2 separate regions of the Mus musculus genome follow, and region 2 is linked to region 1. Evidence: chromatin contacts called from public Hi-C data. All regions are on one chromosome and are shown on one strand. Each heading gives the region's core, a stretch centred on a gene start, on an enhancer-like site or on the middle of the called end of the contact. The rest is flanking DNA. Distances are from core to core; before and after follow the strand shown. Region 1 overlaps Stac (src homology three (SH3) and cysteine rich domain). Region 2 has its middle 49 kb from the start of Stac.

Region 1 (6,606 bases), core at 1,995-4,494:
AGCTAGAGTTTGCTCAGTTCTCTGTATTAAGCACCAGATTAACTCCACACTCCAGCTTCTTCCCTCCCCACAACTCTGATCACTTACCCCAGGGTCAAGTACCAGCAAAGGATGGGTGGTACCTAAGCTCTGAAACCTGGCCAGTTTCAGGGAGCCCAGGAAATCCTTGCCTTGGGGTGCATGTGCTTGCTGTTGTCCTGAGTACAAACCCTGAGATCCTTGCTTGGCAGCCCTTGGTTCACAATCGTCCATTGTCTTCTCAAACCTTCTCAACTTGGACATGGTGTTCTCAGTGTGCTGCGTTACGCCATCAAAGAACCAAAGCACCGTACCAACCAACTCTACTCAGAGAGCCTTTGCCATCAGTCTGAAGAGAATGCAAGCCCAATGCTTGTTTATCTCAGGAGACCCCTGTGGGCAAAAGTGTGTTGTGTACAGAGCTAGGGATGGTACAACCTGACTATGTGGAATCTTCTGGAAACTGTTATTGAAGACGGCTTCATGTTTCATGGATGAGAGTTCCTAGGGGGAGTCTGGTCTAAGGTCCCACAGCCCATTTCTCCTGTGCCCTGGGTGGATAAAGGTTCTTAGAAGTGAAGACACTCTCATTCCCCAATGAAGACACTTCTTCTGAGGATGGGTATCCATTGTCGGGAGAGCAGGAGGACTGGGCTATCTTTGTCTTGTATTTGGAAGTCAGAAAAATGATCTTCATGTCTTGACCTCTGCCTGAATAGCCAAAGAAGATTCTAGGATGCTGAGCTCATATTTTCTGAGAGCCTATGACATTCAGGTCTTGAATATGCACTAGAAGCACAGATATGGCAAGATTTCTCAAGGCCTCCGTTTTAACTCCGTAGTTAACTCCGCTGAGGCTAACACAGCACCCTCTGATGGCATCTCCATTTTCCTTCCAGACAAATACATTATTTTCTACAAGTGGGATAAGAAGAGACTGGGGCTTAAAGAAACCTCCTCAGACCTTAGTATCCCACATGAAAGGGTGGACCATTGAAGGCACAGGGGAGGGGCACTGGCTTTTATGGTTTTTACCTTTAAACACTAAGTTGGCATTGATATTTATATAAAACATTTAGGCAAGTTCACAATAAATGATGGCCACCATTGTTCTGAAGCCATTATTCCTGCCCTCAGGATGCCGGTAATCTCAAAAGCAGAAGTCTATAAACAGGAAACCACCGACAGACAGTGAGTGAGCGTCTTCCGTGAATGAGGAACAAGTCCCACGTGGAGTAGATCAAGTGTGGAGTTAGATCCAGGTGAAAACCCCAGCACTTACAGCTCTGATCCTGAGCTGTCACAATGATATGCTGTAAGTTTATATGTCACACACGATAATAAATAGATTATGGAATATTGTTATTTTGAAAAGTTATTCTGTGGATTGAGTTAAAACACATGGAAGTCTTTGGTTCTATGAAATTGCTAATTTGCTCCCAGGCCTGTCATTTTTTACTTAGAGACAAGATCTAGTGGATGTGGTATGCTCTGTCTCTGTCTCCCATGCCCACCGCATAAAGATGTGGGTCTTTCTATGATTCCTAGGCTGGCCTTGAACTTGCAATCTCTTGTAATCTGGGATTACAGAGGCCTACCACTGTGTACTGCTACACTGCCCTCATTAGTTTTTGTCAGGGACAATTGGTAATGAGATGTTTGCTTCCTTGGGTAGCCTCAGACTCTAGTCTTTAGGATAATTCAGAACTCAGGAAGGCTTCTGCCTTTGTTTGTGTAGACCCAGTCTCCTTTCCCTTTATCCTTCTGACCACAAATATCAGAGCTAAGCTTGGCAGTTGACTCTATGTGCCTCATTACCGTAGTATTTTTGTAGGGCTGAAAACAGCAGATGTTCTGTAGGAGGAACAATGCCCACTGCATGAAATGGGCACCACCAGCCATGTCTGTGCACATGTCAGCAGGGACAGAGAGACTAGACTACTTACATCGGGCTTTGGCTCCATGGCTAGCTGCAGGATATCGAGTGCCTTTAACACTATTCATGGCTTATCAAAATGCAGGAGAGTTGCCCATATCACTCTGCAGGCATTTTGGACAGTTTTAATATTCCATACCCTAGCCTATTCATTAGCTGAAGAGAAGTCTACATTGAGTCTATCAACACCACAGATGTCCTTGAAAGAGCCAGCCAATGGGAGAAGCAAAGGGAAGTAGCCAAATTACTCTGCTCATCTGAGATTTACTGTTGAGCTTTTTCTTTTTTTTAATCAGACTAATTTCTCAGTTTGCGTTAATCTGGTCCAGAATTGTTTACAGCCCTGGCACATCAGGAACTCCTTGACTCTGCAGTTTGATTTCCATCTTAAACCCGAGAGCCTTGAGGCTGTTTGCATTTTCTCCCAGGTCCATATTCCAGCCGGAACATTCAGCTAAAGAGCCATTTGGAAGGAACTGGGGAGATGTTCCTGAACTGTCGTGGATCACGCTCTCTAGAACCTAATTGAGAGAGGCGTTTGAGTGCGAGGGAGGCAGCTAAACACATTAGTGACATTCGGGAAGGTCTGGGCTTCTTGACATCGTGCAGCATCACAAAATAATATGCACCAGAGACTTTCCTCAAATAGCCTTAATTGGATTTTGATGTCCTGGCGACTGTGAAGATTATTTTTAAATCAAATTGGTGCATTAGAATTACATTTAGTTTTAATTAAGTTGATGCATTTGCCAAGCAGTAATGTACTTAGAGAATGGAAATGAGACACCAGGGGAGTCTTCTCCTGTCTCATTTGTCTCGAGCATTCCTCCTTTCTTCTTTTACAGAGGGTTGTATACAATGGGCAAGGTGAACTTCAGGGTGGGTCAAAGGTGAACGCAGCTCTCTCCACAGGTTAAAACAGAATCGGGAAACTGGAGTTCTCTCTCTCTTTCTCTCTCTGTCTCTCTCTCTCTGTGTCTCTCTCTCTCTGTCTCTATCTGTCTGTCTCTGTCTCTGTCTGTCTCTCTCTTTCTGTCTCTCTCTGTCTCTGTCTGTCTCTCTGTCTCTGTCTCTGTCTGTCTCTGTCTCTCTCTCTGTCTCTCTCTCTCTGTCTGTGTGTGTCTCTAAGTCAGAGGATCACATGGAATGTTGTTCCTCAGAAACTGTCTACCTTTGGTTTTTGACCTTGGGTAATTTCTCTAGCTCCTCCATTAGGGGCCGTGTGACCCATCCAATAGCTGACTGTGATCATCCACTTCTGTGTTTGCTAGGCCCCGGTCTCTCACTGGAGTGACGTGGAGATCACTGAGTCACTATCTCTACTTCCTCAGTGCCGGCATTACAACTGCATGCTACATGCCCTGTTTTTGATTTTACACAGATTTTGGGCACTGACCTCATGTCACCATGCTTATGAAGCAAGTGTGTTACAGCCTGGACTGTCTCTGTAGCCCTGTATTTTGGTTTTGAGTCTGTCATTGCCTACTGACAGTCACAACTGCTTTCAAATCTAGAAGACAATCAGAATCCAGGTGAATATCTAACCACATAGAATTCCAGGCAGAATTTGATTCAGGGTATAGGTCTATGGTGTACCCAGGAATCTCAACTTTAATAACATTCTCCACAAGAATTTTATGGTTTATAGTCAATGGCTTTACTGTTCCAACCAGTTTTCTCCTCTAAAATGATGTTGTCTTGGGCAACCTCACAGCTTTTCTGGAGAACACTAGGGATGGGAGGGGGGATCGTGGAAAATTTGGGAATGGACAGAATAATCAGGTTATGTCTTCCTTTCTTTTTTTTTTTTTTTTTCACATTTTTTTTTCCATTTTTTATTAGGTATTTAGCTCATTTACATTTCCAATGCTATACCAAAAGTCCCCCTTACCCACCCACCCCCACTCCCCTACCCACCCACTCCCCCCCTTTGGCCCTGGCGTTCCCCTGTACCGGGGCACACAAAGTCTGCGTGTCCAATGGGCCTCTCTTTGCAGTGATGGCCGACTAGGCCATCTTTTGATACATATGCAGCTAGAGTCAAGAGCTCAGGGGTACTGGTTAGTTCATAATGTTGTTCCACCTATAGGGTTGAAGATCCCTTTAGCTCCTTGGGTACTTTCTCTAGCTCCTCCATTGGGAGCCCTGTGATCCATCCATTAGCTGACTGTGAGCATCCACTTCTGTGTTTGCTAGGCCCCGGCATAGTCTCACAAGAGACAGCTACATCTGGGTCCTTTCGATAAAATCTTGCTAGTATATGCAATGGTGTCAGCGTTTGGATGCTGATTATGGGGTGGATCCCTGGATATGGCAGTCTCTACATGGTCCATCCTTTCATCTCAGCTCCAAACTTTGTTTCTGTAACTCCTTCCATGGGTGTTTTGTTCCCACTTCTAAGGAGGGGCATAGTGTCCACACTTCAGTCTTCATTTTTCTTGAGTTTCATGTGTTTAGGAAATTGTATCTTATATCGTGGGTATCCTAGGTTTTGGGCTAGTGTCCACTTATCAGTGAGTACATAAGGCCTCAACAGATTCAAAAATATTGAAATTGTCCCATGTATCCTATGTCTTCCTTTCAATGGCTTTCTTTTTTTTTTTCATAAAAGCATACACTAGCAAGATTTCGCTGAAAGGACCCAGTTATAGCTCTCTCTTGTGAGACTATGCCGGGGCCTAGCAAACACAGAAGTGGATGATCACAGTCAGCTATTGGATGGGTCACACGGCCCCTAATGGAGGAGCTAGAGAAATTACCCAAGGAGCTATAGGGAACTGCAACCCTATAGGTGGAACAACAATATGAACTAACCAGTACCCGAGAGCTCTTGTCTTTAGCTGCATATGTATCAAAAGATGGCCTAGTCGGCCATCACTGGAAAGAGAGGCCCATTGGACTTGCAAACTTTATATGCCCCAGTACAGGGGAACGCCAGGGCCAAAAAGGGGGAGTGGGTGGGTAGGGGATTGGGGGGGTGGGTATGGGGGACCTTTGGGATAGCATTGAAAATGTAAATGAGGAAAATACCTAATAAAATAAATAAATAAATAAAAAAGCTGCAGAAAATTTATAACAATGCAATTATCACTGTCCATAGAAATTAAAGAGGGTTGTGCCTAGCAGAATCTAGTCAAGAATACCTCATGAATTCTGTTCCTTGATTTGCCAGTTCCCATCAGCAGTCCTCATTGTCTCTACACGTGATGGACTGGGTTCCCTCAGAAGCATGTGTGACGTCTTACCAGTTCTCCCATTTGTTAATGGGTCAGAGAATCATTTAGATAGATGAGAGTCACAGCTTGACCTGTAAAATTTCTGTACCAGGAGCAAGGCTTCATGAGCTTAGTCGGCAGACCACGGGCTTCCTGGGCTCCAGGGTCAAACCTAGTCCCGAGAGACTTCTCAGAGTGTACTGTGCATGATGAAGTTGGGATACATAACTACATTGTCTAAGCTCATTTTCCAAAAACGAGTGGAGGATGGATAGATGATGGGTACAGGTGTGCAGGGACAGGAAGGAGAGTTCTGCAGCATGGTAGGGTGACTATGGTCAGTGACAGTTACATGATGATACTTTTATGTCTAAAAATAGTCATTAAAGATCATTCCCAATGTTCCCAACACAGAAATGATAAATCTTTAAGGTGCCAGGTGTGACAATTAGCCCAATTCAATCAACATACACTATAAATATTTATTAAGCTAGCGTGTAGTAGCTTACAAATGCATGCAATGATGTGTCAATGAAAAATAAAACTAAGACTGGGGAGAGAGCTTGGTTGGTGAGGAACTTAGCTCGTTCCCAGAGATCACATTAAACAAAAATAAAAACAAACAAAAGCAAGGAAAACAAAGCTGTTCAGCTGAGTATGGCGGTGCATGCCCATAATCCCAGGGCTGGCATAGCAGAGACATGTAGATACTTAGGGCTTGCCAGCCCAGTCTTTTTGGTGAGTTTCAGGCAAGAGCTTATTTCAAGAAATAAAAATAAACACAAAGGCAGGCAATTCCTGAGAAATGATACCCAAAGCTATTCTCTGCCCTCCACATGCACATGAGCATATGTGCATATGTACACACACACACACTCACACTCGTGCACACACATGATGTTCACATACATGTATCCACACACACACTTTAAAAAAAAATGAAAGCTTAACTCCTTAAATTCAAAGGGTCTTCAGAGAGGACACTGACCAACATCAACATAGGGTGCAAAGTACAGGTGGGAGCCAGGCTGGAATGGTCAGCCTCTCTGGTCCCAGCCTCTACTTTCTACCCATATTCTTAATGCTGGTTTTCCTACCCAGTTTCCCAGAAGACAAAGAATCACAAGCAAGAACCAATAACTGGCTTTATGTGCCTCTGCCCTGAATTTTCAAGATTTTCTCTGGGATTGGCATTTGCCCCCCAACTTCATGCTTCTTGCTCAATTTCTCTAAATCTAGAGATTAAGATTTTACCTCTTTAACCTTTAGCCCCCAATCTCACAGGCAGACTTCTGCAAGTCGGATGCTGATGCTGACTCCTGTAGAACCTTCCTTGAAGTCCCAAGACTGTTTCAGTGTCCCTCTGGGGTGTGTTCTAGCACCAGCTCTCCCCATCCAGCACCTCACACTAGACTGTAAATTATGTCTGCTCTTCCC
Region 2 (6,606 bases), core at 2,400-4,899, 160 kb after region 1:
GGTGCTGTCCTGTGCTGAAGCAATGTGTCAGGCAGCTTTATGCAGCTGTTTAGTTAGTTACTGGGTTTGTGAGCTCTAGATGAGAGACAGAGGAGGACCCTGGCCACACATCTTGCCACAGGCCATTCTATTGGCCAGAGCTGTGACTCCTGTCATGGCTTTCCTTCAAACGGACCCAGGTAGCCAGTACGTCAGCTGCAGGATTCAGGCTGGGGCTGCCTGCTTTATTATTTTATTTTACTTTATCTTGTTTCATTGCATTTCCTTTCATTTTTGAGATATTTATGCATTCCCATGCTCAGCTCAGACTTACTCTCTACCCTAGGATAGCCTTAACCTTCTAACTTTCCTGCTTCAACACCCCAAGCACTGGGGCTATAAGCTGGTGTATGGTGTACTTGTCTGGTTCCTATTCTCCATTGCTGGGCAACTGAGGCTGCAAGCTGACCTTGAGCCTGTTTGCAGTGCCTCCTCCAATGCATGGTGCTTGCTGGGGTTCAGGGGATTGCCGCTTATCACCTCCTAGCATCGTGGAAGGTGCAGAGCTAAATCCACACAGGTCTGCGTTACTGGGTAAGGACACAGAGACCGAGGAGGCTCATGTGACTTTATCCAATGATGCTCATTTCATAAAGGTAGCCTAGGTGCATCTCCCGCCTAAAACCCCCAGAGTTTTACTAAACCATTTGCCTTCTACTGATAAAAGTGAAACAGAAAGGCTAAGCAAGTTTGCTCCGGGGGACTGCTCTGTTGAATATTTATGTTTTTTATCAGTTAAAACACATTGTCTTATTCAAGTATGAGCGTATGGAGGAAAGGGTCACCACACATTCTTTTAAAGAGTCAGACAGGGGATGTCTTAGTCTGGAGACTCCCAGACTCCAACTCAAGCATTCTGTGATGCTTTTGTATCAAAGAAAGCAACCAGAGACATCATATCAATAATAGGTGTGGCCAGAGACAGTGTATCAATCAATAGACGTGGCTGTCCTGCAAGAAACTAAGCGATAGAAATTGCATGTAATTTTCATGGAAATATTTTTCCCTTCTCCCAGAGCCATTTTAAAAATATTAAAAAACTTTGCTAATTACATGGGCTGCATGAAAATTAGAAAATGGAGAGATCTGAGCTTTGAAGGGATAGACAGACAGACAGACAGATGGTGCACTTTGAGCATTGAATTCTTTCACTCTGTTCATGGCTTCTGCTTCCTGATTGGGTTCCTGCTTGACTCCCTCAGAGCTGAACTATGATCTGAAAGCGTAAGCTGAGTAAAGCTGTTCCTCTTCTAAGCTGCTTTTACTCACACAAACAGAAAGAAGACCAGAGTAGTGGTCCCTTGTTTTGCTGCTTAGATTTGTGGTTGTTGTATGCTTGTTTGCTGGTTATGAGAGAGATTGTACTGGGAAGGTCAGTGTTGGTGGCTTAGGTCACACATACATTGTTTACCAGATATTTCTTGCCTGTGACTTTCTGGTAACCCCACTTTGCTATGACCCATGCCACTAAACTTTCCAGAAACAAACAAACAAACAAACAAGCCAACACCCATAGTCTCTCGTGTCTATTCTAAGCAGATTCTGGCTTCCCAGAGCATGAATGATCAAGTCTTTGTATCAAAGGATGGGTGTTATGATCTGCCACAGGTGATGGATGGGTCAGTAGGCCGCAGCATCCGTGTCACATGCCTGTCCTGTCAGAAATCCACAGATAAGCAGAATTCGTGGCACTGGGAACAGTTAGAAGTCCTAGAGCCCAAACGTCTGAGAAGCAGAGCCTTTGATGCTAAAGCAAGAATAAGATGGACATTTCAGCATCAGAAGAGCACATGAACATTCATTCACCTCCCTACGCCACCCAGGTTTCAGCAGACCAGACACCTCTCCTCCATACTGGTGAGGGCCATCTCTTCACCTGTTAGCAACCACTGATGCAGATCCCTTCTGAAACATCCTGGAGGATACAGGCAGAAGTGACACTTTACCCAGCCATCAGGGCATCTCTCAGTCCAGCCAAATTGACAGAGAATATCAGCTGTCACATCAGCCTGACATTAATGATGCTAATCCATCTCTCTGTTGATATTAATCATGACTATTATTATGTGACCATGACAGACTTAATTCCTTCCTAAGGGAAAGAAACCTCCAAACCCTGTAATTTATTGAACACATCTACCGTCCTGGTCTTCTTGTTAGGCAGAGGCATGTCAGCAGGAAGAATAGGGGAGACTGGTGTTTTAGTTGCCAACATCTCATTCACTGACTCAGCAACTGTTCATTACTGACCAAGTTTAACTGCACCTGCATGGACATGATTGGTCCTAGAAACTAGAACAAGATAGGTCAGGTGACAAGTTCAAGAATGTAGTCATTAAGATCTTGTGTCTCATGTAGCCCTGGGTGTGAAGTAAGATTGGGTAAAAATAAAAGTACTTAAGACCTTCTAAGTCCTCATGGACTTGTCTGTAAATAAGAATAACGTTGGCATCTTCATTGCTGGCTCGTGTGAGGGTTAAATGGATTGCTGTATTTGGACCCATATCTACTGCACACAATTGCTGAATTTCATAGAATTGTTCTGAGCCTGCATGTATGTCAAACACACTCCAATCTCCTTTTAAATATGAATAAATAATTCAGAACTGTGAAATTATTTTTCTCCAGGCCATGCAGGCACAAAATATAGAGGAATAGAGAAAGAGATGAGAGAGAGAGAGAGAGAGAGAGAGAGAGAGAGAGAGAGAGAGAGAGGAGGGAAAGTTAAGAGAGATCAAACAAATCTTTAGAAATTTTTATTATAAAAGTACTTGCAAAAACAACAACAGTGGCAACAAATCTATGCATCAAAATTAACCAGACTGGAAATCTATACATCTCAGCAAGCTTCTATACAGTTAGAATAGCTGCTCTGAAGCTGTGGATAAGTGCATGGCTGTGGATAAATGCATGAAACAGATACTCAGCAGTGAAAGTGTAAGATACAATGTGAAGTCCTTTTAAGGTTTATTATGCATTTTATCTGTATGCACATTTGCAAGCATATATGTGTATGTACCACATGTGTGCAGTGCTAGAGAAAGACAGATCTCCTAGAACTGGAGTTACAGTTGTGAGCCATCATATGGGGGTTGAGAACCCAACCCTGGCCCTCTGCCAGAGCAGCAAGTGTTCTGAATAGCTGAGCCATCCCTCCAGCCACACAGACATAGTTAGGTCTTCTAAGTACAACGGGGGTAGGTTCATTTATCTGAAAAAAGAATGGCAAAGTTCACTGTCCATGTCAGTATTAAAGTTCGAATGAAAAGCAGAAGACCCCCGAACCACACCTGGATTTCTGACTTTCAAAATACCTTCTGGCTATCTGTCAGTGCAGGCTGGCTTCTGTTCCTATTCGCCTGCCTGGAGGCTGCAGCTTCTTTAAGGAGATTGATTTGTGACTCCCAGCATCTGGAAACCACTCATCTCAATGTAACCGTGTGATTTGGGGAGAGCTGGAGCTGAGCCATTTTGCCAGAAAATGATGAAGACAAAGTCCAGGAATATTGCGAGCTTATCAGGAAAATCGATTCCTCTAACAAGGAAGTGAGTCACTATTGATTTCTTTTTCTCTAATTAGACTCTGAACCCTGGTAGCTTTTTGTGAGTGATGGCAGTTTGCTCTCACTAAATGTGTTTCTCACTCGGCAGTGGAGTGCAACATGCTTTCAAAAGACCGTGTTTCCTCTCTTGCTTCTTCCAATTCTTGAAGATTGTTAGCATGGGAGCTTTTAGACGCTTGCTGTGGTGGTGTCAGGATGCTGTCAGACATTCTCTGAGTGTCCTATCCTATGCAGGAGCCTGGAGCTGGAGAGAGGGTTGGCACAAGGGACAGATAGTGCACAGCAATAGCTATGGACAGCTGCTATGTAGTTATGGGGGTCAGTTGAGAAGCAAGCCAGCAGCTTTCAATCTAAGATGTCTGCATGCACACGGTACATAGTGGGTAGCTATTAAAGAAACCAGATGCTTCCCAGCAGCTCCTAGCTTCCCGCATCCTAGCAGATGTACTGTGGTTTGAAAATGAAATGGCCCCATAGGAACATATGGTAAACACCCGGAGCCAGCTGGTATTATCTTTGGACAGGCCATATAGCCCTTAGGAGGTGGGACCCTGCTGGAGGATATCCACCATTTATGGCAGGGATGGGAGGTTGTACAGCTTGACTGTACATCCTGTTCATCTCTGCTTCCTGACTTCTGGGCCAGCTTCATGGTTCCTGATGCTGGCCATTCCCACCATCATAGATTCATCCCCTCTGGGGCTATAACCCCAAATAAATCCTTTCTTTTCTGAGTTGCTCTTCATTCTATCTTGCAGACAAGGAACTGTTGACTCAACAGGACTGACAGGACCAGATGAGAACTGTTTACAAGGAAGGGCCATTGCCAGGTTTAGTCCTTAGGCACCTTCTGGAAGAAGAGCGCTGAGAGTCAGTGTGGCTGCCTGGGCAGGGTGGTGTGGTGATGAGCTTCAGAGACACGGGCACAGCATGCCACCATGGTGACTCCTGCTGAGTGTCCTTTCCGGTGCCTGGTGCCTTGGTTCATGTTGAGTCTCTCATTCAGGTGCTGCCTCTTGCATCACAGTGAAATTGCAAGTGAAGGCTGGAATTTCATTTTAGATTTGTCCCTTAACAAATGTTCATGCTCACAGTGACAGGTGGCAGCTTGGATGACTGACTGCACATGTCAGGACCATGAAGATGGACTTGGAGGCAGCCAGGTCACAGAAACTCTTTGTTTCTCTTTCTGACGTGGCCACATTAACTAAATAAATCTCCTTTTCTTGCATTTCTGTGTTACTCTATCTCTTTAATTGGTCTATTAAAGATGGCGGCTGAGCTTGGCTTGTTAGCTGCCAGGGCCCAGAATCTGACCCTAACAACCACGGGGCAACTTGAAATGTGACTGGTAGTAGTAATGATCCTCTGATACTGGCTTCTTCGCAAGATACGCGTGCCATGCGGGTGTCAGATGACATGGTCATATGAAGACTACACTTGACAACTTTTCTATAGATCTTAAATTATTCTAAAGCAAAGCTCACCTGACAATTAAACAAAAGCCCCCAAACTGTCCAAAAACTGAGAAGACTCGTGGCAAGCTTGGAGGGATGCCACAGTGCAAAAGGGAGAGCAGAACTGGTTGATGGGGACATGCCTGTGACTTGTAGTGATGAACTTGCAGGTGTCAGCAGACAGCGTTTGCTCTCCCCCACTTACTTCTTTGAGGAAATAATGCTTATCATTGATTTGATTGAAAGGTCTCAGTCCTTATTCTTCATTCCACTGGGTGATCGATCTGTCATCACTTCCGTGTATAATTATACTCGTATATAACTTTTTAAATTAACAACACATTTTGTTAACTGCCAAATAGTCACTCATTTCTCATGAAAAGAAGTTGCTGTCAGATTATATTTGTTAATATTTTCATGATCACTTCTGCACCAATATTCAGAAATTTGCTTTTATAATTTTATAATATTATATTATGCATCATGTACTGCTTCTGACAGGTGCTGTTTGTATTTTGGAAATTTTTTTTTGTTTCGCTATCTTCCTTAATTTTCTAATTATTTACAGCTTGAAAATGTTAGTGGCTTTTAATTTACACTATCTGTCGCAGTTACATTTCTAAGGCTGGTGCACAGCACCCAGGAAGCAGAGGTAGGGGGATCTCTGTGAGTTCAAGGCCACCCTGGTCTACACAGAGAGTTCTAGGCCAGCCAGAGCTACATGTAACATCTTGTCTAAAAAAAATACAGGTAATGCCATTAAAATGAATATATCTAGGTACTCAGAACTCTGAGTTAGTTAAATGAGCACCATTAGAATTTAGAAACCATCTTTCCCCAATTTTATCTCATTTCTGTCCCTTTTGTACTGTGATTTTAACACATACATTTCTACATTTAGGTTAAATATTGGTCAGGTTTTTTTCTGTCTTTGTTTTATATACCTGGAATGACATTGGATATATTATTCTGAAATTGTCTTACTATAATTTCATCTGTGCTGATGTGGTCATTATTTTTCACATACACCTTGACTTGCCAATACTTCTTGCTCTTGAGGGATATGTAGGTGGTTTTCAGTCTTTCTTTCTTGTGTAGGTTCATGTGTGTGCTCATGTCTCTGTGTGGTTGTACATGCACCTACATATGTGTGGCGGCCTGAAGTCAATGCCATGTGTATTTCTTAGTTACTCTCCACCTAATTTTTTTTGTGACAATCTCACACTGAATCTGTAGCAATCTTATCCAGGAAGACTGGCTGGACAGCAAGCCCCAGGGATGCACTTGTTTCTGCCTCCCCAGCATGGGGATAATACAATGACCAGCCTTTTATGTGGATTCTAGGGCACTGGAGTCATGCTTGCGTGGCGAGCGTTATACTCATTGAGCCATTTTTTCAACCCCAAATGCCCATTTTAAAGAGCTGTATGTATATGTATGTATGTATGTGTGTGTGTGTGTGTATACATTCACTTAATATCTCATCTTCAAGAGATCTGAGCCATCCCCTACCCCCAACCTTTTACCCACTGAACATCTCCCCATCC

The links. A called contact is a pair of places that touch in the nucleus more often than the background predicts.
Region 2: a contact with region 1 is called in a Hi-C map of the N1E-115 cell line, with 7 times the contacts expected there. The contact joins two enhancer-like sites. A contact is called at or near these places in 2 of 484 Hi-C or Micro-C datasets (the N1E-115 cell line and nephron progenitors), 6 of 115 datasets of contacts at active chromatin or transcription factors (all in embryonic stem cells) and 1 of 9 other capture datasets (embryonic stem cells).

The regions. Positions count from the first base shown.
Region 1 is chr9:111,576,442-111,583,047 of GRCm38.p6, forward strand. All of the region lies in intron 8 of Stac (src homology three (SH3) and cysteine rich domain), which reads right to left. Gm36088 (a long non-coding RNA gene) reads left to right here. Exons shown (of 3, transcript XR_379898.3): 3 at 1,156-1,373. Among named protein-coding and RNA genes, the nearest start is that of Gm36088, 5.8 kb to the left of the region's middle. Within about 2 kb of position 3,245, at least 8 of the 459 cell types and tissues checked have an H3K27ac peak or open chromatin away from gene starts, as enhancers often do. A contact at or near this core is called in the N1E-115 cell line, where this site is marked.
Region 2 is chr9:111,736,047-111,742,652 of GRCm38.p6, forward strand. No RefSeq gene overlaps it. Among named protein-coding and RNA genes, the nearest start is that of Stac, 49 kb to the left of the region's middle. Within about 2 kb of position 3,650, at least 20 of the 459 cell types and tissues checked have an H3K27ac peak or open chromatin away from gene starts, as enhancers often do. A contact at or near this core is called in the N1E-115 cell line, where this site is marked.